3 separate regions of the Anser cygnoides genome follow, and all the other regions are linked to region 2. Evidence: chromatin contacts called from public Hi-C data. All regions are on one chromosome and are shown on one strand. The core of a region is the stretch at or near the end of the contact, and the rest is flanking DNA. Distances in the headings are between cores, read along the strand shown.

Region 1 (3,499 bases), core at 808-3,307, 210 kb before region 2:
AGGAAGAAATTGGCCCGGTGTGACAGTTCCTACAGAGAACCATGCTACGCCAGAAAGCCACGTTACCATTTCCCCTCTGCCACTGACTCAGCACCTAACATTTGCACTCACTTGTATAATTAATTGGATTTCCCAGAACAGAAAGAAAGGAAAGACAAACTTTACTCGTCAGAGAACAACTTCCAGGAAGGAATTACACACTTGAATGGATATTCCTGTAGAGGCTGTACAAGCAATGCCACACTAGAGCCAGACTTGGGAAGAGGGGTAGATACTACCGGCCTATTGTCCCTTCCGAAAGTGTTGTGAATAGTCAGAAAGTTAAAATATCTTCTGAGAGAACTGCCATAAAGCCCCAGAGACATCTAGGATACATACAAGCTAGGAAAAAACAGCATGAAAACCCTTGCACAAAGCGCATTTGGCACACAGATAAATGCTATCCAAAGTAAGAGTCAAGGATCTGGGTGGGCACAGGATGGCGCAAAGAACCCATCATGGATCCGGGCACGTCTCAGATCTGTTTCTTCATGCTACCAAAAGCTTACTTGCAGTTAAGTTGCATAAGGAAAGCGTGCTTAGAGAAGGAAAACCACTAACCACTGACTTCCAGTTTCTAAAGAACGTTAAAACTCAGCAGTTGCTCAGGCGATCGCCCCTTCCTTCACTGAAGGGGACACGTTTTTCTCTGAGGTCAATGGCAATTACCAAAAACTCGCGTCAGGGTGAAGCTCTACGCCTGCTAACAGCATGCGGTCAGATGCAGCCTGCTTCCTTCTGCAACTTCACCCCGAAACATATGACAGCTCTTCTCCTACCACATCAAATCGCTACTCCAGTCAAGCCAGCTAACTCTCACTCTCCAGAAATCACTCTGCTGCAGCAGTCAGTTGTGTGACGCTGGACAAGGAAGATGCAGAAGATTAATAGTTCAGCACTTAGGAAGCGTGCCTCTCGCTCATGGGGAGGATGATTTCTTTAGCCCATAGTCGCTCTTCAGCTTCATGGTTTAGATGTAGAGAATGTTATTGGTAGATATGATTCAAAGAAACAACCACGAGGTTACACGTTCAGCAGGGTAACAGTAAGAGGCGAGAAGACAACAGGGAGTGACTCTGTGACCAGTTAATGAAAGCCTCTGTGCCAGCAAGCAAAACCTGCCCATCAATGCATACCACGACACAACACTACGGTTACCACAGCCTGAAGGAGCAGAGCATCGTGTTGGTGGGTGACAGCACCCGGGAGAACGCAGAACAGAGCAGAGAGCCAAGACCCAAGCCAAAGGAAGGGGTGAGAGAAGCTGAGTTTAGCGATTAGGCACACAGCATGGATCTGTACAAGTGCCCAGGGAGAACCAAATCCTGCTTGCTCACCGGTAACTTTCTAAAAATTGTCACCAAGGCCAAGCTCCCTGAGTTACCCAAACCTAACCTGGTAACGCCAGCAAGTTGATGCCCAGTTTTAAAAGCCCCAGCACCCAAAACCACCCAGACCTCCGGGCGCTCTCACAGCGAACCGTTCCAGACCAAACGCCTCGCGGCCCGACCGCAACCGAGCGCCCCGTCCCCGGCCGGCAGCACCCCGCAGGTCAGGGCGCAGCCCCGCGCCGCACGGGTCCCTGCGGGGCGGCAGCGCCGGGCTGACCCAGCGGCTCCACACCCGCGGGGCAAAGCGGCCCCGAGGCCGTCCCGGCGCACGGCGCTCCTCGGGGCGGGCCGCGCCGCCCTGCCGCTGCCCTGCCCCTGCCGCCGGGAGCCGCTGCCCGCAGCCGGGCCCCTCCGGCGGGACGCGGGGCAGGACGGCGGCCTGCGGCGAGCCGCGGGCGGCGGAGCCCGGAGCAGCCCCGGGCCGAGCCTCCCCGGAGCGGCCCCGCCCGCCCGCCCGCCGCCCCCCGAGCCCCGCGGCGCCCCCGGCCCCGCCGAGCGGCGGCCCCGCGCCCCCGGGCCGGGCCTCACCTGGCGGCGCCTCCATCACCGCCCGGCGGCCTCGCGGGGCGGGGCGGGCGGGGCGGGGCCGCCGCGGGACTCGCCCCGATCGAAGCCCCGCCCCCTTCACCGCCGCAAGCCAATAGGCGCTCCGCCCACCTCACGGCTACAAGCCAATCCGCCGCGCTGCAGCGTGGCGCTGACCGCGGCGGGGACCAATCGCAGCGCGGCCACGCTGTAAGGCCCGCCCCCCGTGCGGGCCCTCAGGCGCAGAGCGGGCCCCGGGCGCGAAGGAAGGGCGGCGGGGGCTGGCGGTGTGAAAGGGCTGGCGGCTGTTGTCCCTGTAAGTCACCGTCACCGCGGTGAAAGGCAGCGGACAGGGAGGGGAACGGCTCCAGCCACGTCCCGGCAGCCACCCCCGGCACGCTTCAATAACCCAGCCGTTCACACGCTGCAGTTTAGATCAGAAACGGTTCGGCCCCTCCGACCCCGTTACACGTCTGTGTCCCCAGCAGGAAAAGGCTGCACCCGAGTCCCCTCAGCACCAGGGGTGCTGCCCCGGGCCCGCAGCAGCTGTAAGCAAGGCGACCTGGGGCCTGCCACCGCCTCCGCTCCTCGTCCTCGCATTACGCGCCTCAGAACCACGTGGAGATGAAGGTGAGGTTCTACGCACTTGAGAAGAACCCTGTGCAGACCACAGCAACATTCTGGAAGCGCCGTACGACAGAAGTCGAACCAGCACTTAGACTGGCTTCACGTGAGTGATCTGTTCGGCCCGGTGAAGTCAGGCGTTAAGTCTGACTAGACGTGACACAACACTGCAGATGCTTCTCAGACTTCTTCCTGCCAGGTAGAATTTTGGAGGCTGGCAAGTTACACATCAGTCATCCTCTGACACGCTACTCAAAGTAAACATTTTATAGTTACATAAATAAGCTTCTACAACAATTAATCAAAGTGCCCTGCCCGTACACATACCTTATCCATACACATGAGAAAAAGTCTAACTACTGAAACAAAGTTTCTATGAGTTGATTTGTTTTGTAAGTTGTATGTCTGTTGTGAGGAAAGTCACAATATTCACCTTGCAGGAAATCATTATGACTATTGGCGATCTGAATCAAAACGATCTAAAAACAGTAAAAGAAAAACATGGAATTGCCTCGTCAGAGAAATATCAAAATTGTTCATCTTGTTAGGAAATCCATTGTATCTGCTGTTCTGAAGGAATCTATACAAATACATCAGGAATACTTTTTAAAGCTGTATACCCAACAGGATTCCGAAGAGGCTACAGAGTGCTCACCTTCTGAAATAATTTTCCCCTCAACACAGAAACGGTTGTGGTCTCCTCCAGCACTTCAAATGAATATCTTTGGTAGATACTGCAGGGACTCTCGCACAAGAGCCATTCTGTTGTGGCGTGTTGTAGCTGTACACAGGTGCAGAGAGAAGCTCTTCCAAACGTTCCCTACTGTGGCACATGCCAGCAGAGGCAGTATCTCATTTTTCCTCCTGTATAATTTTACAGTTTGACAAATTTAAGCTCAAAGCTCACTTAAAGATGCCCC
Region 2 (3,520 bases), core at 559-3,058:
GACTCGGGCAATCAGATACCTTGTTAATATATTTTTTTCCCTTCCAAGTATAGTCACAAGCACTAAAAACACTAGAGGTAACTTTACCCTGGAAAAGTATTCAAGATCAAACAATTCCCTGGCCGATTGTTCCTTACGGCTTACTGTCTCTGCAGAAGTCTGAGAACCCTGCTAGTCTTCCACTCACTTGGCCTGTAGGAAGAGTTCCTTGTTGAAAGGCTTATGTCCCCACTTGTTCCTTTTCCCCCAGTTGCCATGTCCATTCCCGTCAAAATGGCCTGCTTGGCCACGGGGTTCAAAAGTGAAGTTCAGTAAGTGGTTCAGATTAATCTTCTTGGGACCAGAGAACTGGGCAGGGCTGAACTCTGCCCGTTGAGCCTCTGCTACCTAAGAGACAACAGCATTTATTAGAACTTGCTAGAATTTACTGCGAAATCATCAGTACAAGTTGATACCCAGGCCCCAGCAGTGATTATGTACAGAATACGCAGCACCCACTGACTCACCTTCTCCTACTCCCATTCCGCAAATCAAGCACTGCAGCGAAAGTGCATGAGAACCTGAAAGTTAGAACTGAGTGGTCTTACCCCACACGGATGAAGTGGAGGAGAGCATAAAAACAACCCAAGTAACAACAAGTAAAAGCCAACAATACCTCGTAGTCGAGGTTAATAACAGGAGAGAGTTGTTGAGATCCTGGCAGTATTCTTTTATATGGCCAGTAACACACATTTGACTACTATTGCACAAATGATACTCGTTTGTAGTTAGTTTTCATATAACAAAGCAGAGAATGAGAAATGAACAGAGACAGCAAGTGAGTTTTGACAGAGTTAGCATTTTAGGTAGGCAGCTTTGCTCATCCGCTAAAACTGAAAAAAATCAGCATCTTCTGTATCAATGCAAACCCACCAGTGATCTACAGTATTCATACCCACAGCAGCATAAGAAGCCCCGGTGTGGTTTTACTCCATCTTGATGTCACCAAGGCTAATTTGATTACTTTCCCAATGCCACTACCACGTGCAAATTTGTACACTCAAGTGGTTAGACACAATCATCCCGGACTTTTAAAAGCTAGAAATCGTATCGCTACATATTGTCATGAAGGACCTTTGTTTCCTGAGATATGCACGTGGCCTGCCTAGGTACCCATTCCTCAGGTGGCATTTCCACTAGTTTTACTGTTCCTTTTTATTGCAAGTCTCTCAGAGCAGAGAGCACTCCTCTTCTGTTGTTGCAAAGTTGTTCTGCTCACACTCAATGTGGCATCTCAACGATGTTAGCACCTCTTATCGCTCCTTCCCTTCCCAGCCCAGGAGCTGAATACAGAAGACCTATCTAGGCAGGTCAGAGTGATCCTCTCGTCCCAAGAAAGAAGGCCTTGGAGACACGGCATTACAATTCTCACCTCATCTCGTCTTCCACCATTACAAGAGCTAAAAAGTTTGCCACTTCCGCCGCTACCTCCCCTCTGAGGGGGCATCTTGTTAAAAGCTTTGCTTTTCTGTGAATTGGAGCGACGGGACTGACTGGAAAAGTTCTCATTTTTGGAATACGCAGTTTCTCTTTTACGATTATAACGCTGTTTGGATCCATTCGCATTCTTTCCATCTGAAAGAGAAAACAAGGATCAGACGGGCAGCCCCCGAGCTCGCCGCACGCGCAGCGCCCCGGAGGCAGCGCGGCCTTTCGGCCCGGCACTTGGTGCCAGCACCGCTTAAAGGGCTTGTGTTTCTGCCAAGACCTCCTCCAGCCCACAAACCATTTCACTCCTATTACAGTCCAAAGAGCTGGTCAAAGAGTACGGAAGGATTTATTTGCTGCGCTTTGTATTTGCTTAGAGCAGCTCAGTTTTCTTCATCCAGATCTGGAATCATCATCGCCAGACATCAGCCTGAGGTGTCACCTGTGTGTTAAGTGGTAAACACCAACGCTACATCTTCATGCCCAGTTGTTGTCACGTTTTGTAACAGGGCCATTTTTCATTCCATTTCTGAATACCCTATATAAAAACTCTGAACATCCTTATATAAACGCTGTAGCCTGCGTTTGTCTCGAAGTCTCCCACTTTGCAGGACCCCATTGCCTATTTGCACTCAGTTCCGCCCCTACGCGTAGAAGTCCCCAACAGATCCAATTCCGTTCTAAAAACACCCTTTAGCTTTCGTAAGACCAACAAATGCTGATCGATCCTGAGGGACGAGCCCAACGCTTTGGCCTTGCGGGGCACAAACCCAGCTCCCAAGTACCAAGTCCACCGACCCAGGCAGCGAGGAGTGTTTGTCTGAGCGCGCTGCGCACACCCCTGGCCGCGACACGGGGCACAGAGGGGAAAGCACAAAGCAAAACACCGTGGGATCGAGGCTCACGAGAGCAGGAAAGTCCATCAGGGTCTTGAGAGGTGTTTCCTGCATGTAAACAGCTGCCTCGTCAGGCTGCCAGAACAGAAGATGAATGCTGTGAAGACACTTCTCATAGCCCTAACCTAACGTCAGAGGTGTCTCAGCTACACAGCAGGCTGCTCGCCCACCCATTAACCTTGCGCTCCCACCAGCTGCCATTTCAGCTGTAACAGGAGTTAGGCCGAGAAACCGGGGAGGTGAACTCCCCAGGCCCAGCCGGAGGTCTGCGCACCCCAGCCATCCCCAGATACCCAGCGTTACGCACACCAACGCCTCACACTGGTTACAACATCCTGATCCCTTCTCTAAAGGCCTGGTAGTTTCTCCTTTCCCGTTTCGCAGTCCTCCCCACCCCTGAAAATAAGCCCTGTGTGGCAGCAGACACGTCCCGTAACTCCTGGCCGCGTTACTCACAGGCAGTTTTCATCACCAGTGCCTCCAGCTCGGCCCTTCCCCTGCACCACCTCCTGGAGCAGTCACAGCAGCTGGAACAGAACCCCTCACAGCCTCACTTTTTTCGGTTAGTTTTAGTTTTCTCTCCCACCGACACCCCCAAATCGAGGGGGGCAACGGGGCGGAAGGCCCATGCGTTACTGTACATCACCGAGGATCCAACCACGTAGCAAATCACTCCATCAGAGCACCGTGACGGGGCTTTGAGGGGGCCTGTTGCTTCCTGCTCATGGCAGACTCCAATCTTTGCCTGCAACTAGAGCTAGAGAAGTCAAAGGAGCCTCCTGCTGCTTTTGCATGATGTGACAGTCGTTTTGCAAGCAAGTTTTGTCACCAGAGCTGATCACTTACTCTGCTTTCAAATGGCCAACCCCTTAATTCAGAACTAAACCAACCCCCCGAGAACCACGGCCATGCTCAGCCCCGCAGCAGGAGTCAGGCTGGAAGCACTTGGGCCCGGTGTTATCAGGAAAATACACACCAGAAGCTGCCAAGCACTCAGGGTGTAACCCGGTCTGGCTTGGTGATTATTTAGATAGATCTTTTTTTGAGAGTGTTTGTGGGAAAGAGGTTACAACACCACCCCTCAGGCTCTGGTCACAAATTCAGCCCTTTAGAAGGGGCTGGAGCACTGCTTCTGTTAACTACGAGCAGAGCCTGGC
Region 3 (3,240 bases), core at 38-2,537, 150 kb before region 2:
CTAGAATGGGAGCCCAGCGACAGAGGGTGGAGCTCATGAGGGAAGTTGGGTATATAGAAACAGGCGCAGGACGTTTTTAGGTGGGAACTTCGAGAGTGAGTTAGGCTGCTCAAGATGGACTCCCCTGTACAATGTATGCCTTGAGTGAAGCTGTACAGGTAGAAGAGGACCAGCTTAGTCTTCTGGCTCCTGATGAGATCAGATATATCATTCAGTAGTGGTATTCCTTTGTACATGTGTGATGAAACCTACATTTTTTCTGTGTTTTTGTCTGTGTTGCTTCAGATGGGGATAACTTCCTCCCTTAGGTCCGACCTTCTTTGCTTTGGTCTGTTACCTGGCTCTCTGGGTCCCACAAGAAATCAGATTAAAGGTTTGTTAGAGGTTTATTGTCTTAAATACTTAGATATTATTTTTGCTCAGTGTCTTGTTCCCTGTCCAAGCACAGCTGCCAAAATGAGTATATATTTGTCTCAAAATGCTTTTCAGTAAGATTTTCAAGGTGAAGTCGTTTATTAGGTCCTCAGAGGCAGGACGGGCTGTCCCGTGTAGTGCTAGGTGATTTGTGCTTAGCAGCCGAGGAGTGCCTGGTTAGCTCTTGCTGTACCCAACCAAGACTCGCTCTGATCCACGTAATTAAGCCACGGGGCAGGTGCCTGACTGCTGTGGCCATGCTAAATCCACATGGCGTGGATGGGCTGAGGACAGGCTCTGCACAGAGGTTCTGGTGTGGAGCTCTGCTCTTCGCCCTGGGATTTCTTTTGCACGCTAGCAGAGGTCCAAGAATTTCCTTGAATATCCTGAGTCCTCTCTTTTTGTCACGTAATTAACCTGTTTTCTTTTGTCATTGCCCTTTAACTACTTGCTGGCACCATGACAGCCATGGCCGTGTTGATAAATACGGCTGGGACGATGCGCAGTGCGTCAGCTGCGTGGTCAGTGAACTTAGCCCTGGATCTTCAGAGGAAGTTGGGTGTTTGTGTCCTAATGGTGTAAGAGGAGGAAGGTGAAATGAAGCTACCAGTTGTATAGGATATTTATCTTGAACAACCTTCTTCGGAAGAATGTCGTTTCTGTACTTGGGTGACTGACAGCCTCCGAGACAGGCTGAATTGCATTACTAGAAGACAGGCTGTGCTTTCTAATGTGGAAGACTCTATTTTCTGGAACCTTGTTCAAATAACTTACTGCTTCAATTTTGGAAAACACTAATACAGTTTCTTTTCATCATGGTAAAGCGTAAACATTTGTTATCCCTTGTTACTAATAGTAGCCATGAATTTGCTATTTATAGTTGAACTGTTGCGGGGCTGATTTTTTTTTGTAATGGAAGTTTTCAGTGCTATTAGGAGACTTGCTGTTGAATATCCTGTATCCTGGTAATGCGAAGGAAATGGATAGCTTTGGATGAAGAGGGTTCCAGAACTCCGTGGCAATTTATTAATAGGCTGTAGATGAAGAATGTGGAAAGGCTGCAGTGCCATAGTCTTTCAAAATTTAGACCTGCTTGTTGAAGTGAGATAATGGAATCTTCTGACCCCTCTGGACATCAAATAAATTCTCCAGTCATCTGAAGGGATCCAACATAGTCTCCTTTTCTCTGCCTTACTAATTCTTTTACTGGCAATTTGTGCAAGAGAAAGAAATAAAGGAAGTAATTTAAAAATAGTTGTAGGGAACTACCTGAACTTATGATTCTTAGGAAGTGTGGTGCCTTGTCATGGGAGTGGATGTCCCATAATTTTTCCGTGCAAGCTATTCAACACTGTAAAATCAAAGTACTATTTAGGTTTTCTTAATGCGGACACCTGAGGACAGTGACTCTGCAAAATGCCCAACTAATAGAAAGCCATGGTGCTCTCTTTTTTTTTTTTTTTCCAGCGAAGGTTGCTTTGAGTAGTAGATGTTTCATAACTAAAAGTCTTGGGTCTTAATATGTTGACATATTTTTAGAAATCAATGCTAAATGGACTTTTTCTTGATGATACAAGGAACTCTTCAATTAAATGTTTAGCACATTGCTAACAAAACATTTTTATTAGTCTTGGGATACTAAATTTAAAGCCCTTCTCCACCCATTTCTGATACAAGGCAAGTAGGCAGCATAAGGCAAAGTAGTAATAAAAGGTCTGCATAGCTCTGTAATATCATTTGCAGTTTTCATAATAAAATTCCTCTTTTCAGATCTTTTTGTTGTGGTATAAAGATACCAGAGGCATATCTAGAACTTGCTTGTCACTTAGCAGTTAGGGCAGTGACCAGCCTTTGTTGGACTGGGGCCCTCTCTCTGCAGGAGGACAGATCCCATGAATGTGAAGGCGTGCGGGTAAGGTTCAAGAAGCGTGCTGTGTTTCTGCTGGCATGTGGTTAGCTGCAGTTCCTAGTTCTTCTTAGGGTGTTGCTCCATTTTATATCAGCTACAAAACCTTGCTACCTATGCCTGCTGTGCCCTACCCACAGGGGAGTTGCAAAAACTCTAAATTTCTCCAAAAAACCCTTTAAGTAACTGTTTTGGTCGGATTTAAGGTCTGCATTGTTGTTTTCATAATACTAAGAGATGGGAAGTCTGTGATCTGAGCAGAGTTTAATGGCAAGGTAATCAATCAGTTACCTGCTTTGCTAATTGACCAAGCCATTGCGTTCTGTGCCACGTGTAATTGTCACCTTCAGGCCTGTTCATTGCTATAGGTGAAACTATACATTGTGTTTTGTAGAGGAATTATTTCACTCAGTGCAGTAGTCTAGGCCTAGAAATGGTAGAGATGCTTATGTTTTTTCTTTGTCCTTTTACTAATAATTTCTCAGGTGGTGTATTTCTAGCCAGTGCCTTCTGTTTGAACTTTCAGGGAAATCGTCATTCTGTGCACTCATTCCCCTATTACCAGGGCAAATAATTCATGCTGCTAATTATGACACTGTTAGAATGGCACAGAAAAATGGGCAGGGAAAGAATACAGCCTAATTATACTCACAATTTATCTGTCTTATAAATTTGTAGAATTCATGCCAAGGTAGCTCAGAGCTTACAAATTAAAATACAACCTTCTGACACGTGATACCTGCGTACTGAAGGTAGAAGAGAAGAGTCCCATATTCTGAAGTGTCCCCTTTTGCCTGGTACATATGGAGAGATGTGGTAAGGAGCAACACCTTGCATGTTGTGCCCCGAACTAGATTCACGTTCCACCAGGGGGAAACAAGTTCAGAGAGACCCTTCTGGTTAGCGGTGAGGGCCTGAAA

The links. Hi-C and Micro-C count contacts between places; a contact is called where the count stands out from the background.
Region 1: a Hi-C map of liver shows a contact between it and region 2, with 2.8 times the contacts expected there. The contact joins the promoter of LIMK2 here to the enhancer-like site in region 2. A contact is called at or near these places in 2 of 7 Hi-C or Micro-C datasets (both in liver).
Region 3: a contact with region 2 is called in a Hi-C map of liver, with 6 times the contacts expected there. The contact joins two enhancer-like sites. A contact is called at or near these places in 2 of 7 Hi-C or Micro-C datasets (both in liver).

The regions. Positions count from the first base shown.
Region 1 is chr17:11,236,707-11,240,205 of Taihu_goose_T2T_genome, forward strand. It overlaps LIMK2 (LIM domain kinase 2), which reads right to left and starts at 2,058. Exons shown (of 16, transcript XM_066979107.1): 1 at 1,959-2,058. The coding sequence starts at 1,974. RNF185 (ring finger protein 185) reads right to left here. Exons shown (of 7, transcript XM_013173701.3): 7 at 2,832-3,499.
Region 2 is chr17:11,447,668-11,451,187 of Taihu_goose_T2T_genome, forward strand. RNF10 (ring finger protein 10) reads right to left here. Exons shown (of 17, transcript XM_066978627.1): 2 at 1,412-1,614; 3 at 188-387. Among named protein-coding and RNA genes, the nearest start is that of RNF10, 5.9 kb to the right of the region's middle. Within about 2 kb of position 1,809, at least 2 of the 3 cell types and tissues checked have open chromatin away from gene starts, as enhancers often do. A contact at or near this core is called in liver, where this site is marked.
Region 3 is chr17:11,297,199-11,300,438 of Taihu_goose_T2T_genome, forward strand. All of the region lies in intron 1 of SPPL3 (signal peptide peptidase like 3), which reads left to right. Among named protein-coding and RNA genes, the nearest start is that of SPPL3, 13 kb to the left of the region's middle. Within about 2 kb of position 1,288, at least 1 of the 3 cell types and tissues checked has open chromatin away from gene starts, as enhancers often do. A contact at or near this core is called in liver, where this site is marked.